Regions from separate parts of the Mus musculus genome. Here region 1 is linked to region 2. A link is a contact called in public HiChIP or PLAC-seq data. All regions are on one chromosome and are shown on one strand. The core of a region is the stretch at or near the end of the contact, and the rest is flanking DNA. Distances in the headings are between cores, read along the strand shown.

Region 1 (6,560 bases), core at 2,158-4,657, 250 kb before region 2:
CACTAGCTTGGAATTCAGTCGGGCTAGGCTGGCTGACCATACGTCTCAGAACCATCTATCTCTGTCTTTTTAGCACTGGGATATCACCCCAGCCTTTTCACATGAGTTCTGGGAACCGAGGTTAGATCCTCATGCTTGCCCAGCCATCATTCTTCTGAGATGTCTCCCAGACCCCCATCATTTTCATTTTTAAGAGCTATTTTTTCCCTCTGATGTTCCTTTTTTAAAGGCGTTATTTTTATAGATTTGCAGAAAGGTGTTAAAATAGTACATAGGTCTCTTGTTCCCTTTAGTCAGCTTTCCACAGTGTAGTACACCATCAGAACTAGAGTATTAAAGCTTGTACAACTTGTGTATAGTTGTAGGCTATCTCACCACCTGTGTGCATATGCACAGAGCTACTGTTACTTCATTACCACAATAGCTCCCTCATGGCACCTTTCCCAATCACACCCGTTTTCCTCTCTTACTGCTCTCATCCTTGGCAACCACAAATATGTTTTCTGTTTCTGTATTGCCACCTTAAGAATGCTATAGGAACAGAGTCATCCAGTGTACGACCTTTTCGGATAGCTTTCTCTTTCTACTCAGGATAGTGTCCTTGAGACACCTCAGGGTGATGCATGCAGTTGACTTCTTAGTTGTTGACTAGTACTCGTAGTGTGGGTAGACCAGTACTCTGTAGTCTGAATAGACTGGTTTGTTCACTCATTAACTCATCCAGTCAGTGTAAAACATTTTGATTGCTTTCAGTCTATTAGAAATAGTCTATTAGAAATAGAGATTTCAGCTTTTGTGTGGACAGTAATCTTCATTTCTGTAAGATAGATAGGTACCCAGGAGTACAGTGGCTAAGTTATATGGTAAGCATATGTTTAGTTTTCATAGAAAATGTTGTGTGATTTTTTTTCCAGAGAGGCTGTACCACTTTTCATTCCTATTAATAGTGTATGAGAATTTTAGATTTTGCAAAATGTTGGTAACATCTGATATTGTCAATGTAGATAAACCATGTTATTTCATTGTGGGATTAAAAACGGCGGGGGGGGGTTGGGGGGGAAGGTAAGAAGACAACTTGTGAGAGTTGGTTTTTCTACCATGTATGTTGCCAGGTTTGGTGGTGAGTGCCTTTACCTACTGAGTTGTCTCGCCAACCCTCATTATGGTCTTAGTTTGTAGTCTCTAATGGACACAAAGGCTGGCAATCTTGTCATGTGATTATCTGTCATCTAGAGAACCTCTTCAGTAAAATGTCTTTGTGGGTTTTTTTTTCTTTTTTGAGATTGGGTCTCACACTGGAGCTCACTGTAGTCCTCCAGCCTCAGCCTCTGCCTCAGCCTCAGCCTCAGCCTGATGAGTGCTAGGATTACAAGTATGAACCTCCCTCCACACTCAGCTTCCTGCTTGAATGCTTGAGCCTTTTATTTCCATTTTGTTGCCATTGTTGCTGACTGAATAAATATTGGGTTTTTTTTTTTGAACAACAGATAATAATTAGGATTAAAATTCCTTACTGCCTTTTGTTTTTCTTGGAGTTTCTATATACCTTTACTTTGACTCTATACTTATGAATGTGTCTACTCATTATCACTGTAATTGTTACTATCAAATTTTATTCTTATTCTATATTTTTATAATGTAGGAAAACTTCCTACATCACTATCACTATAATTTTTCCATAGTTATCTTTTCCAAAACTTTCTCTCTATATACTATAATGAAAATTTTATGCCAGGTGGCAAAGAGAGATTTGTATTGTAATTTTGTTTTCCATAAATGCTATATTGTACATATGGTGTTTTGACTTGCTTTTTTTCCCCACTTAACAATATGTCTTGAAGCTCTAGGTGCCAGCTGATCCCAGTTCCGGTAAGGACTGCCTTTGCTTATAGATGGCTGCCTTCTTAGGGTGTCCTCACAGTGGATATAAGGAGAGAGACGTTCACTAGTGTCTCTTTTAAAATGTTATTTTTGTATTTTTTAAAAGTTGACTTGTGAAGCCAGGCACAGTGGTGCAGGCCTTTAATCCCAGAACTCAAGAGGCACAGACAAGATCTTTGTGAGTTTAAGGCCAGCCTGGTCTACAGAGTGGGTTTCAGGACAGCCAGGGCTACATAGTGAGTCCCTTCTCAAAAAAAAACAGACAACAAAAAGAGTTGATTCGTGGGTGTAGGTGTGGTATATGCAGGCACAGGTGTTCATTCCCGTGAATACCTGGTCAAAATTCAGCATTTAGTGTCTTGTTCTGCTGCTCCTCACCTCCTGTTTGGAGATAGTCTCACTGAACCTGGAGTTCATTGCTTGAGCTCAGCTGGCTGGTCCGTGAACTTCAGGAATCTGCTTATCCCCATCCTGTGTAATACCCTGTTGCCCATGACCCCCACCATTAGGCTTACAGGTGCATACATCCCATCATGCCCGGCTTTTGATGTGAGGGCTAGGGATTGGAGCACATGTAAGCACTTTACCAGCTGGCCTTTCATAAAGACACCGATACTGTCCTCAGATTTCTTTTAACCCCCTGCTGTCCATTTATGTTTCTGAGTAGATTTTAAAAGGTAATGGAGATATTTTTATTTTTTATTGAGAAGAGGCCTGTTGATGGTGAGCTACAGATGGTGACATTTACCAAGATGGGCAAGGGGTAATTGTAAAAATACAGTGGCAAGTATGTGTGTGGGTGTTGTGATACTGTGACCCAGCTCCCAAGAGCTTTCATGAACCCTTACTCAGCCACTCTGTTTATTTCCCATTGTAGGGGACACCTGAGGCAGCCGATTCTTTGGCCTGGGCTTTCCCTGGCACTTACTCAGCTGTCACAAGCCAGTCAAGTCACTTTCAGTTGTCAGTCTTGAGTTATACATGGCCTGTTCCTCTGCCAGCCACGTAACTCCCTATTCCCTAGGATTCTGCCTCCACAGTCACCAGCTTCTCTGTGGGTCTGAGCAGGGTAGTTCTCAGTCACCATCACTTCCCCCTCTTTCTGCATTCAGGGTTGTTTACATCCTTACGATATTTCTTAATGAAGTCCTTACTGAGGTTTTGGGAGGGAGGGAAAGCCGGTGTGTCTATTGTGTCTGTCCTCACTTCCAGACCGTCATCGTCACCACTGCCACCACCACCATCATCGTCATATTACTTCCTTGCATGTTTTCTGACGTGCTTACAAGAACGATAAGTGTGATGAGGTTGCCTTACCTAGTCCTCACTGCCATCGTCAGCCACAGTAGCTCCACAGACACTTTTGAATAAGTGAATATATATCTGAAACGGAAAGAAGTAGTCAAGGGTAAAATCACACCATTTAGAGATCGGAAGCGTGTGAAAGGAAATCCGTGTAAATCTGACTCAGAGAGTGTCTACTGAGTGAGAAGATGGAATCCTGAGAAACACTGTAATTAAGGGAATGAGTCATGTATCGGTGGAATGTTGAGGAGAGAGAGATTTCTGAAGCCAATGCAGTAGGAACAGGTGGGGGTTTTGTTGTTTTTAATATTCTCTCCTGTGGTATAGATGAATCAAGAAAGTTTCAGAAAAAGTATGCATTATGTTTGGCGAGTAGATTTTTGATGATAGTTAGCTGGCATGAGAGCCATAATCAAATGGTGGGGACAGTAGTCACTGCAGTGGATGATAGTAAAATCCAAACAGAGTGGTGACTTTTGCCACTGTTAGACTTAAGAATCTTGGCAGAAGAGAATAAGGGTAGGGCACTACACCTGTAATATGTTGATTTGTTAGAAATAATACCCTTACTTAGTAGCTTGATAGAAACTCTTCTTTCTTTCTCTTCTGACTCTGCTAGATGGCTCTCATGAAAAACTCATGTGACTTCACAGGCAGCCTGAAGCTACAGTTTCTTGAAAACCTCCATTTATATGTATGTCCATCGATGCAGTCTGTTGGCTGGAGCTAATAAGCTCTCACAAATGTCCTTTTCCCTGTGACCTGCACCTTTCCGTACTTGGTGGCTGAGTTCTAAGAGCAAGTGGCTCAAGAGAGCCAGGTGAAGCTGTACTGTCTTTCACCAGTGTGTCACTTCCCTCGGCGTCCCAGGGTCACCAGAATCTGGAGATGAGGAAAGCCATAGGCTTCATCTCTCAGTCAACAGACTGGAAAGCCACAATCTACTGGGATGGGAAGTTTTGACTCCATCATGAGTAATAACTACTGAGGAGAAGCTATCAGTGTACATGGAGTCTTGGGCCAAGATGGCTGTTTTATATTAACATAACTGGATCAATTAAGACACCCATTTTTAAAAGTTCCTCTTTGAAGAAAACCTATTTTATGTGAGATTACCTAAGGACCAGTACTCAGTCCCCTCATTTGTGGACATACAGGGAGGGAGATTCTGAAGCAAATGTACAGTGACTTAAAGAAAAAAACAGAAATGTGCCAACCAGCATATGAGGCCTCTGTAGAGAGATGGTGAACCAGAAAAGCACCTGTGGTCCAGGCATCTACTGCCAGTGGTTTGCTCTGTGTTGTTGTAATTTTTCTTCAGAAAAGTCCCATGCGAACTTTTCATTAACCTTTCTTTTCTAGCATTCATATCTTTACAAAGCTATGTCTTACTTTGCATAGTCTGTCGGTATGCAAAGCAGTGTTCTACTAAAATACTGTTGTGATTGTATCTCTCGGAGCTGGTCCTCACTCCTGGTCTCTAGTCAGTCTCATCATGTGGAGCCTCCCTCTCCAGGTCCAGGGTTATCACCCACGATCCCACATACTTACTAATGGCTATTGAGGTTCTGAGATTACATAACCCTTTGGAAATTTGGTGGCAACCCAGGACCCCAGCATACACAGAATTTTTCACAGGGCTTCACAACATTCATGGAAACTCACCAGTGAGCTCCCATGAAAACCCTGGCAGGAGTTCAGATTCACAGTGGCTAACAGTTAAATGCTTAGTCAGATGTCAAACAACATAGGACATGCTTACTAAATGAAAGGAGCAATTGCCATTTTGCTGACTTTCAACTTTCTTCAGCAAATAGAACAATTTGTTTTTCAAACATCCCCTTAAAATGGCTTTGCTGTTAGATTTTATTTTCACTTGGAATACTTTTTCCACCTCTCTTATTATCTAGTACCCATTCTTCCATGAAACCTGTTTTCTCAATACAATGTATGAATGGCCTTTTTTCAGACTTCTAAGAGCCTCAGATGGTGTGCTACTCCTGTGGTACTGATATGTGCATGGGCCTTCATGTTTTGTGTGTGTGTGTTTATGCATGTGCCTTTCTGTGTGTTGAGTTGGGGGGGGTGCATCTTACAAAGTTGCCCTGGTTGGCCTAGAACTCACAATCTTCCCACCCAACCTTCCAAAGGAGCTGGGTTACAGGTGGGCAACATTGTGCTCAGCTTCATTGTATTTGGCGGGCATTTCCATTGTAATAAATACTGAGAGAGGTACAAGGATGGGCCCCTGTTTCAAGGTGGACAATGGTCAGGGCATATAGTCAAATGACTTCATCCTCCTGGGGTCAATTTTGGTCATGGTATTTATCACAGACACAGGAAAGTGACTTAAACACTGCCTCTCTAGTGATGTTCCCCTTAGACATATTTGGTTATTTACAAAAAGCCTGTAGTAATTTATAAACATGAACTTTCCCAACTTCTTGCTCTCTCGTGATGAACTTCAGGATGACCGCAGACCTTATATCTTTACTTTAAATATGTGTCAAAAGTTGTCCTTCCTACCTGAGCTCCGGGCCTCTGCTCACTCACCTGTAAGCGTCCTTAAATCTCTCCTTTCTCTTCCCAAAACACATAAACAATGCCAAGCAGAGAGAAACAGAATGAGTTCACCTTGGCAACTCTGGGGAGAAAATACAAAAGACCATCTGTCTCCTTACTGCCTCCACCCCTTCTCAGACCCTATCTGACCCTTTGATTTTGTTTCTGTCCATGTTACTTTTACGATAACTGCTCCCATCAGGGCACATCAACAATGTCCTGGTTTGTAAATCCAAATTGACCTTTGTGTTCTGTTGCTTGATCTGGAATCCTGTTTGCCTGCTCTCTTGTGACCTCTTGTTGTTGGGTTTAACAACTTTGTTCTGTGTTGGTTGCTTGCTTCTTCCTATAACTCTTCTGTAATTTGTGTATTCCACTCTCTTTGGCCTATTCTGAATCCCAGCCAAGGCTTCTCTTCTCCACCTGAAGAAATTTCTTCTCAGTGTACACTGTGTTTCCCAGAGTGACATTGGTTAATCCCATGGCTTCGGTAATTCCCAAATTGTTTTTTAGCCTGGCTCTCTCCTGATCTCTACATCCATATTGCCAGCTGGACACTTGCATTTTTGGTAACCTACAAACATCTCATACTTAATATGTCCCCAAATGTCACACATGATGCTTTTGCAAATATGCTTAAAGAAGCTGCCTTATCTGGGGCTTAGGGTGCCCCTGCCCTCTTTTGTACAGTGCTCTGTGAGCAGCCATGTTGACTTTACATTTTAAAGATGGGGGCACTGGGCAAGCACTCTACCACAGAGCTACAATTCCAGTCCCCGTTTCAAAGATTTCTTGAAACTTCTTTTTAGGGC
Region 2 (7,474 bases), core at 2,628-5,127:
GGTGTTTCTTTTTATCTGCTAGAGGATTAAACTGGCAGAAACTATAGTTTAAAGCCGGGCGTGATGGTGCATGCCTTTAATCCCAGCACACTTGGGAGGCAGAGGCAGGTGGATTTCCGAGTTCGAGGCCAGCCTGGTCTACAGAGTGAGTTCTAGGACAGCCAGGCCTTCACAGAGAAACCCTGTCTCAAAAAACAAAAACAAATAAAACCTCCCCACAACCCTTTAATTCACACAGTGCAGTAGTGGAGTCTGTACCCAGTGCCGTCAGGAGTTGGATTTAATGCTAGTGGGACTTTAGGAAAGCTGGTTCACAACACCCCTGAGGCTGGAACTGTAAATGTTATTCTCTTTTCTCTTTCATTACTACTTTCCTCTCTCTCCTGTCTCCCTTTCTGTCTGCATCCAGAGCTTGGTGCACTCCACCATTAAGCAATGAACCCATTTCCACTTTTAGAGATGCTAAACAGAAACAAAAGTAATCAATGTTTGTTTTTTTAACTCCTCTATTTTCCGGAGATAAGGTCTTGCTATGTAGCTCAGGCTGGCCTCAGAATCACTATGTAGCCCAGGCTAGCCTAAAATTCATTGCAATCCTTCTGTCTCAGCCTTCCAAGTGCTGGGATTACAGGCATGCACCATTGTACTGGTTAAAAAGAGTTTAAATAGCTTGCTGAAGGTTTCCTAAAAAGAGCTGGATTCAATCCCAAGCAGTCTGGCTTCAGAGCATTTACTTTTAGCCATCTATTCTCAGGGCCCCTCTCAAATGTTGGTTCTTCATTTGTACAATGGCAATCACTGTAGAAACTTGTATCACAATGATGCTGTAAGGAAGTGAAGTCCTTCATTTAATAGCTATTAATTACTATAGCTGCAACTCCAGTTTTTCATTTGACTACATTTTTCCTAGGATATATGTAATACTTTATATTGAACCTGAGATGGTGTTAGTCTCACTTTACAGGTAAATAGTTAAAAACTCATCTGGCAATCCAAAATTATACAGTTAGGCTCAAACCCAGGAACGCAGCGATTCAGAGTCATTACACTGTATTATCACCACAGTGAAATACCTGTTCCGTGACTACACTTCATCATGTTGCAACAGTGTACGTTATTAAGAAGGGAACAAGTGACACCAAACCTGCCATTTCAGATAGTTCACAAAGTCAAAACTTCAAAACTGCTGGTACTTACGTGACATTGATGCCAATTCCCGGGGCATGTAGCCATCTGTACCCATCTGGTGCCACACGCCTGTTGCAAAATGATACCGCCAAAGCTCCCTGAAGAGAGGGTAGTCTTCGTTATCCGGCCCTCCCGATTCATCATAGTCTGGGTTATACCCTCCAAACACATAGAGATTGGTATTGTCTGCCACACAACGGTGTCCACTGCGGGCTGGGGGAGGTCTGTGGCCTAAAGAAGAAGAGGATGGTTTTCCAAAAATGGCTTCAGATGAGGAGCATAAACAGAATTAGTAACAACCATCTGAACTTCCAAAGGGAGTGGGGGGGGGGGGGTGATTCCTAATACACATGTATGTCATTTACCTCGCTTATTGTATGCACTTACACAGACTACTTAGGATTTTAGGGAGTTAGTCTCCATTTTTATTTCCTACGATTTTTAAATTTCAAAGACTAAAAGATTCTTCCCAGGAGAGGTGACACAGCATGATAAACTCAAGAAAATGACTGACGATATGGAATTCAAGAGAAGCAAGAGAGGCCTAGTGCTTCAGACGCTAAGGTCAGAGATCAGATCTCTTCCTCTTTAGGTGAGAGCAGAGGCAAGCTAGATTAAACTGTGACTGTTGGAGAGAGCAATCACAAACATGTGTGAGTCATGTCTAAATAAACACATACATGTAATTATACGCTTAAAAAGAAAACTGGCTCTTGTGTGCTCAGAGCAAAATTAAACTTTGAATACCATTCCAAAACTTTTCAAAGAAAATCCTGCATTTATCCCAAAGGACATCTTATATTCTGTTTAAGGCTATTACTAAGAAAAGCTATTATGAAAAAAATTTAAACTCAAAATGATCAAAAATTAAAAAAACTGTAGGTAAGACCTGACCTCTGAAATACTCCATGATATGGGTAAAGACAGCATTTTCTGGATAGGACTCCAGGACCCTTCCCCACAACCCTCCCTGAAAAGGACAAAGTTTGTCAAATAGGAAGGAAGCAAGTTATAGATTTTAAATATTTTTCTTTATGATAGCAAGAATCCAGCTTGCCTTATGCATAGTTAGCAAGCATTCTATCACTGAGCTACAGCCTGAGGTTTCAGTTCCGTCACCAGCTAGACCTGTGGCACAAGCCTGGAATCAAAAGTCCTCAGGAGGCTGAGGTAGGAGACCCATCATCTCAGGGCCTGCCTGGGCTCACAGCATAAGTTCAAGAACAACCTAGGCAATTTGGGGATATAGCTCCAGTGAGTAGAGTACTTGCCTAGCATATTTAAGGCCCTTGGCTAAATACCTGGTATACAATAAGTAAATGACTGAATTATATACATAATTCATTTAAACTAATTTTGAGATCAGTTTAAAGGGAGAAAAAAAATCCACTTCTTTATATTTCAATTATCCTTACAACTTCTTACACAGGTCTCCAGAAGTCCTTAAATAGTTACAGAACCAAACAAGCTGCAATAGGATATGGACTACGATGACACTACATTTGTTACTACCCTAAAGATATCTCTATTTTATGTGCTACTGATGATAGTATAATGTCCACCAGTACTTAGCACACTGCCAGACACCTAATATGCTTTACTAATTAGTATTTATTACCAACCTAATAAGGCCTTTTGTGTCTTTTTAAGCAAAAACTCTACTTTACATGATAAACTTTGGAACAAGAATTAAGATGCTATGCACAGAAATAGAGTACCTGAAAAACAAAGCAACAATGTATCTTTTAGTCGCTCTTGTCCTGTCAGTCCTGTGTGTAAATCACTGACAGCTCTTTAAGGCCTAGGTTAAGCATCTCAGAGCCCTCTGATGCTAAACCACTTCCTTTCACTTACTCACTAGAGCTATTAGCCTCACTGCCCAGCAAGCCTGGAGTCCTTCCTTTGACCTTGGCCTAGGCGACCTGCTCTCTAATTCTCCAGTGTAGAAATGCTCTCAAGTCTACCATATGTCCCTTTAGGTTCTTCTGGATCAGCAGCCTCCGTTCAATGTTAGGGCAGACCTAAAGTTATCGAGATGGGAATACTGTATTTTGTAAATATGAGTCCAATACCAGGCAAGTAGAATTCAGGCAACTAGGCATTGACAACTGATTTATGATTTGGTGTAAGTGAAGAATTAAGTTTCTGTCTGGCTCACTGAAAACAGGAGAGTAAGCTATGGGAGACCGAGCAAGGGCTCCCAGGACATCCTAGTTCTTTCGTCCAGGACCTTGGTGTAGACACAACCTTCCACTGAATCTGTCTCCTCATCTGTGCTGGGGAGGTACCACTGTACCTCGCAGATGTGCTATTGTTGAACGCTCACTGGCTTACACGTCTATCTTCCCAGGTAGTGGGGAGCTATGTGAGGAAAGAGAAATGCAGGTGCACCCACGTTCCTGTAACCTAGTGTGAGGCTCACATGAGACACTGAAGGGGGTTGAGAATGGAGCTGGTTTGTAACTGATTCCTCTCCACTCGTTTCATCTGTTTGTTTTTTATTGCAAACAGAGTAAAAGTTCCTCAAAGGCAAACAGCATGTACAATTATCCTGCATTACCCACATCACCTGACACAGCCGGAAAATACAACATATCTAAAAGTTTCCCTGGGTTTAACTTTAGGCCAAAGTAAACAGTGGCAGGGATGATTAAAACAATGACCAGCTCTGTGGACTCTGACACAGTATTTCCAAGATAGATGGTGTGGAGCTCAACAGCGAGCAGGTGCTGAGCATGTGGGAAGCCTGGCTTCAAACTCCAGCACCAAAAGAATAGAAGGGGGAGAGGGCAAGTGTGACTAGGGGATGGCTAGATTGTGTAAATGATCTTTGCAAGGTACATGCATCTAGGAATTAGCAAGACAAACGTAAAACAGTTGCTATGCTCACTGGTCAGGAAGGAAGACTCTCATGTTTTTTGTTTAGGTTTTACATATTGGGAAAATGTGAAAAGAATGACAGTAGCATTCTAGAACTTTCAATGGACACAGAGCAGAAAACATGGTCTAGGCTTACCGCCATCTTGGTGATGAACATAACATGTGGATCAAACACTACGGCAAAATGAAAAGATGATTTGACATAAAATGTACCCATTCATTCATTCTAAGCCCAAAAATTACTGGACAACAGCTGTGAACTGTTATTGTGACAGGTTCTGGGCCAGTGACACTGTCTCTGGGGCTTACAGCCTAGCTCTGCCCAACATAATGCAGTAATTCCTGGCTATACTTGAAATGTGGCTGGGCCCAACGGGAATTTGTGTTCAAAAATTTAGCATCCCTAAAAGAATGTAAAATTGTTGGGGAGTGGTGGTGCATGCCTTTAATCCCCATACTTGGGAAGCAGAGGCAGGCAGATTTCTGAGTTCAAGGCCAGCCTGATCTGCAAAGTGAGTTCCAGGACAGCCAGGGCTACACAGAGAAACTGTGTCTCAAAAAAACAAAACAAAACAAAAAAAACCAACCAACCAACCAAACAGAAAAAGTAAAATTACCAGTTCTACGTTAATGATATGATAAAATGATATGGGTTAAATAAAAATATTAACATAATGTCTTGTTTTTCATGTGGCTGCTACAAAACTTTAAGTTTGTAGCTCCTGTGTCTCCCAGATAGTGCTGAGTTAATCTAACTGCTAACTTCTGCTGTTCTCCGGATCTAGTCTAATTAAATGGCTGGGTAAGAGCATGTGATCAGTACCTGATCAATGCTGAACCTTCTGTCAAGGAGCCTTTAGAGCTGACAGAGTTAAGTTCTCTCTCCACAGAACCCCTTCCTATAGCCCAAGAGTGACTCCCGAATAGCAGAAACCCATTTCTTTCTTTTCTTTTTCTTTTTTTTGGTTTTTTGAGACAGGGTTTCTCTGTGTAGCCCTGGCTGTCCTGGAACTCACTCTGTAGACCAGGCTGGCCTCGAACTTAGAAATCTGCCTGCCTCTGCCTTCCAAGTGCTGGGATTAAAGGCATGCGCTACCACGCCCGACTCCCATTTCATTTTTAAAAAACCACAGGAATGTGTCAGGGCAGAAGCCAAGCACATGTGGCCAGCTCCTTGACCTTGACAAAATGAAATTTAGTTTTAGTCTAAAGTCTCTGAGTCCTCCACCAAGTTTTCCCCTGATACAATCATCCACAGGTTTGGATTGCCTGCTTCCAAAACTCTCACTAGAAAACAGAGGAGTAGGTTTCAGAGTGAGCTCAGAAGTAAAGATTCACAGAGCCAAGCCTAAAGACCAGCATCCAACTCCTGGAACATACAACACACACACACACACACACACACACACACACACACACACACACACACACACCACGGAATGTAAAAATGTGTGTGTAAGTGAGGAATGACAAATGACCCTGCATGCTGAGGTGATCTGAACATCAGAAGACACATACACGTAGCTGTGGGACCTGGACAGCTGAGCCATTTTCTTTCCCGAGGCAAGCATCTGTTCTAACTCAGGGGTAAACAGGAGTTATGGTAACTAGGGAGGTGGGTTTGATTTTGTAGCAGAAACCAGCTAGTTCTCTGAGATTATGCAACAGATTACTAGGTCATTTCCAATATTCTCATTATTACAAGTAATACTGGACTAAAGTTTCTTCTACATATTCCTATGAAAATGTATGAATAAATCTAGAAATAGAATTTTTGGGTCAAAGAAACATGCATTTCAAATATTTACAAATATAACTACTGTAGAGCTATATTACTGGACTATTTACAATCCTAAATATGCGTATGAAAGTGTGTATTTTGATCTTGTCCTGAGACAGGGTCTTAAGTAGCCCAGGATGATTTAAGCTACTGACCCTCCTACTCCTACTTTCAGAGCGCTAGGATTACAGATAGGGTCACCATGTCCACTTTCACAGTGTAGGGATGGATGAAAGGCAAGTGTGCTACCAACTGAACCACACACCTCAAAGCACCACTGCCTTCCTATCTTCTTATTCAGACGGGGTCTCAGTATACAGTCTGGGCCAGCCTTCAGCTCTCTAGAGGCAGGATCTCACTATATAGAGTTGGCTGACCTGAAATACAGTCTTTAGATCAGACTAGCCTTAAATGCTTAAAAACCTGTTTATGTCTCTCCAGTGAAAGGATTAAAGGCGTGCACCACCACATCTAGACAAGCCTCAAACTCCTGATCTTCTTTCTCTGCTTCCCCAGGGTGCAATCCAGAAAATTGGTTTTTTTAAAGATTATTTCTCTATGTGTATGACTGCCTAAATGTACGTACACTATGTGTATACCAAGTTGCCTAAGTGGGTCAGAAAAAGAAGTCAGAGCCTCTAGAACTGGAGCTATAGACAATTGTGAGCTGCCATGTGGGTGCTGAGAAACAAATCAGGGTCTTAATCAAGTGCTCTTAATCTCTCCAGCTCCCCAGCAAATACATTTTTTTGTTTATCCTATTCAAGTTTTAGCTGAAATTTAACAGAACAAGGTTGAATAGAAGAGATGATACTGAAGAGATTAGTCTTGCTTAATTTAATTCAGTGAGGACACTGGTCAAATTTCACTTCAAAATTAGTTATTTCCTCTTGGTTTCTTGTAATCATTAGATTTTGTTCCTTATTAGAAAAGGGTATATTTTTAAAATAAAATTTGTACTGAAATGTTACATACAGAAAGGGACACATATAAGGCCACAGTGTGATACATTTTAACAAAAAAAGAATGCTTAAATTTTTGTTAAGTTTTTATGGGGGTGTCATGCTTTTCTTTGAGCCTATTAGTGTAGGTACTACCAACTTCCAGAAGCTTGCCCTCCCTTCATGCTCACAGCACCCTCCGATGCACCTCTTTACCTTAGATTATTGTGAGCTGCTATACAGATACTGGACATCAAACCTGGGTCCTCCACAAAAGCCACCAATGCTTTTAATCTCTGATCCATTTCTCCAACCCACTAATTTTTCTGTCAATCATAAAACGAGTGGTCTCTCTATAGTTTTATTATACATTGCCATATCTAAGTGTGCATTCCCAAATAATGTTTGAAGTGTATAATAAAATGATACAGTAGCTGGATGGTGGCGCACGCCTTTGTAGCACTTGGGAGGCAGAGGCAGGAGGATCTCCGAGTTAAAAGGCCAGCCTGGTCTACAATGCAAATTCCAGGACAGCCATGGCTACACAGAGACACTGTGTCAAAAAACCAAAATAAGAAGATATAGTACATATTCTTTTGGGTTCTTATTTATGATTGTTCCAAGGCTCCCTTTCTGTTGTTGTTGAAGATGGTGTGCGCAGTCTGCTCATCTCCACTGTTGAGTG

The links. HiChIP or PLAC-seq counts read pairs in DNA pulled down with a chosen protein or histone mark.
Region 1: a FOXA1 HiChIP or PLAC-seq map of pancreatic cancer cells shows a contact between it and region 2. The contact joins two enhancer-like sites. A contact is called at or near these places in 6 of 39 promoter capture datasets (cranial neural crest, frontonasal cranial neural crest, liver and 2 more), 3 of 115 datasets of contacts at active chromatin or transcription factors (forebrain, oligodendrocyte precursor cells and pancreatic cancer cells) and 3 of 9 other capture datasets (adipose tissue, liver and pancreatic islet).

What each region holds. Positions count from the first base shown.
Region 1 is chr6:30,684,223-30,690,782 of GRCm38.p6, reverse strand. The region is part of intron 1 of Cep41 (centrosomal protein 41); the gene reads left to right. It overlaps Gm13782 (a long non-coding RNA gene), which reads right to left. Exons shown (of 5, transcript XR_377397.3): 5 at 6,464-6,560. Among named protein-coding and RNA genes, the nearest start is that of Cep41, 6.2 kb to the left of the region's middle. Within about 2 kb of position 3,407, at least 21 of the 459 cell types and tissues checked have an H3K27ac peak or open chromatin away from gene starts, as enhancers often do. A contact at or near this core is called in pancreatic cancer cells, where this site is marked.
Region 2 is chr6:30,433,589-30,441,062 of GRCm38.p6, reverse strand. Klhdc10 (kelch domain containing 10) reads right to left here. Exons shown (of 10, transcript NM_029742.3): 3 at 1,198-1,419. Among named protein-coding and RNA genes, the nearest start is that of 1700012C14Rik, 24 kb to the left of the region's middle. Within about 2 kb of position 3,877, at least 13 of the 459 cell types and tissues checked have an H3K27ac peak or open chromatin away from gene starts, as enhancers often do. A contact at or near this core is called in pancreatic cancer cells, where this site is marked.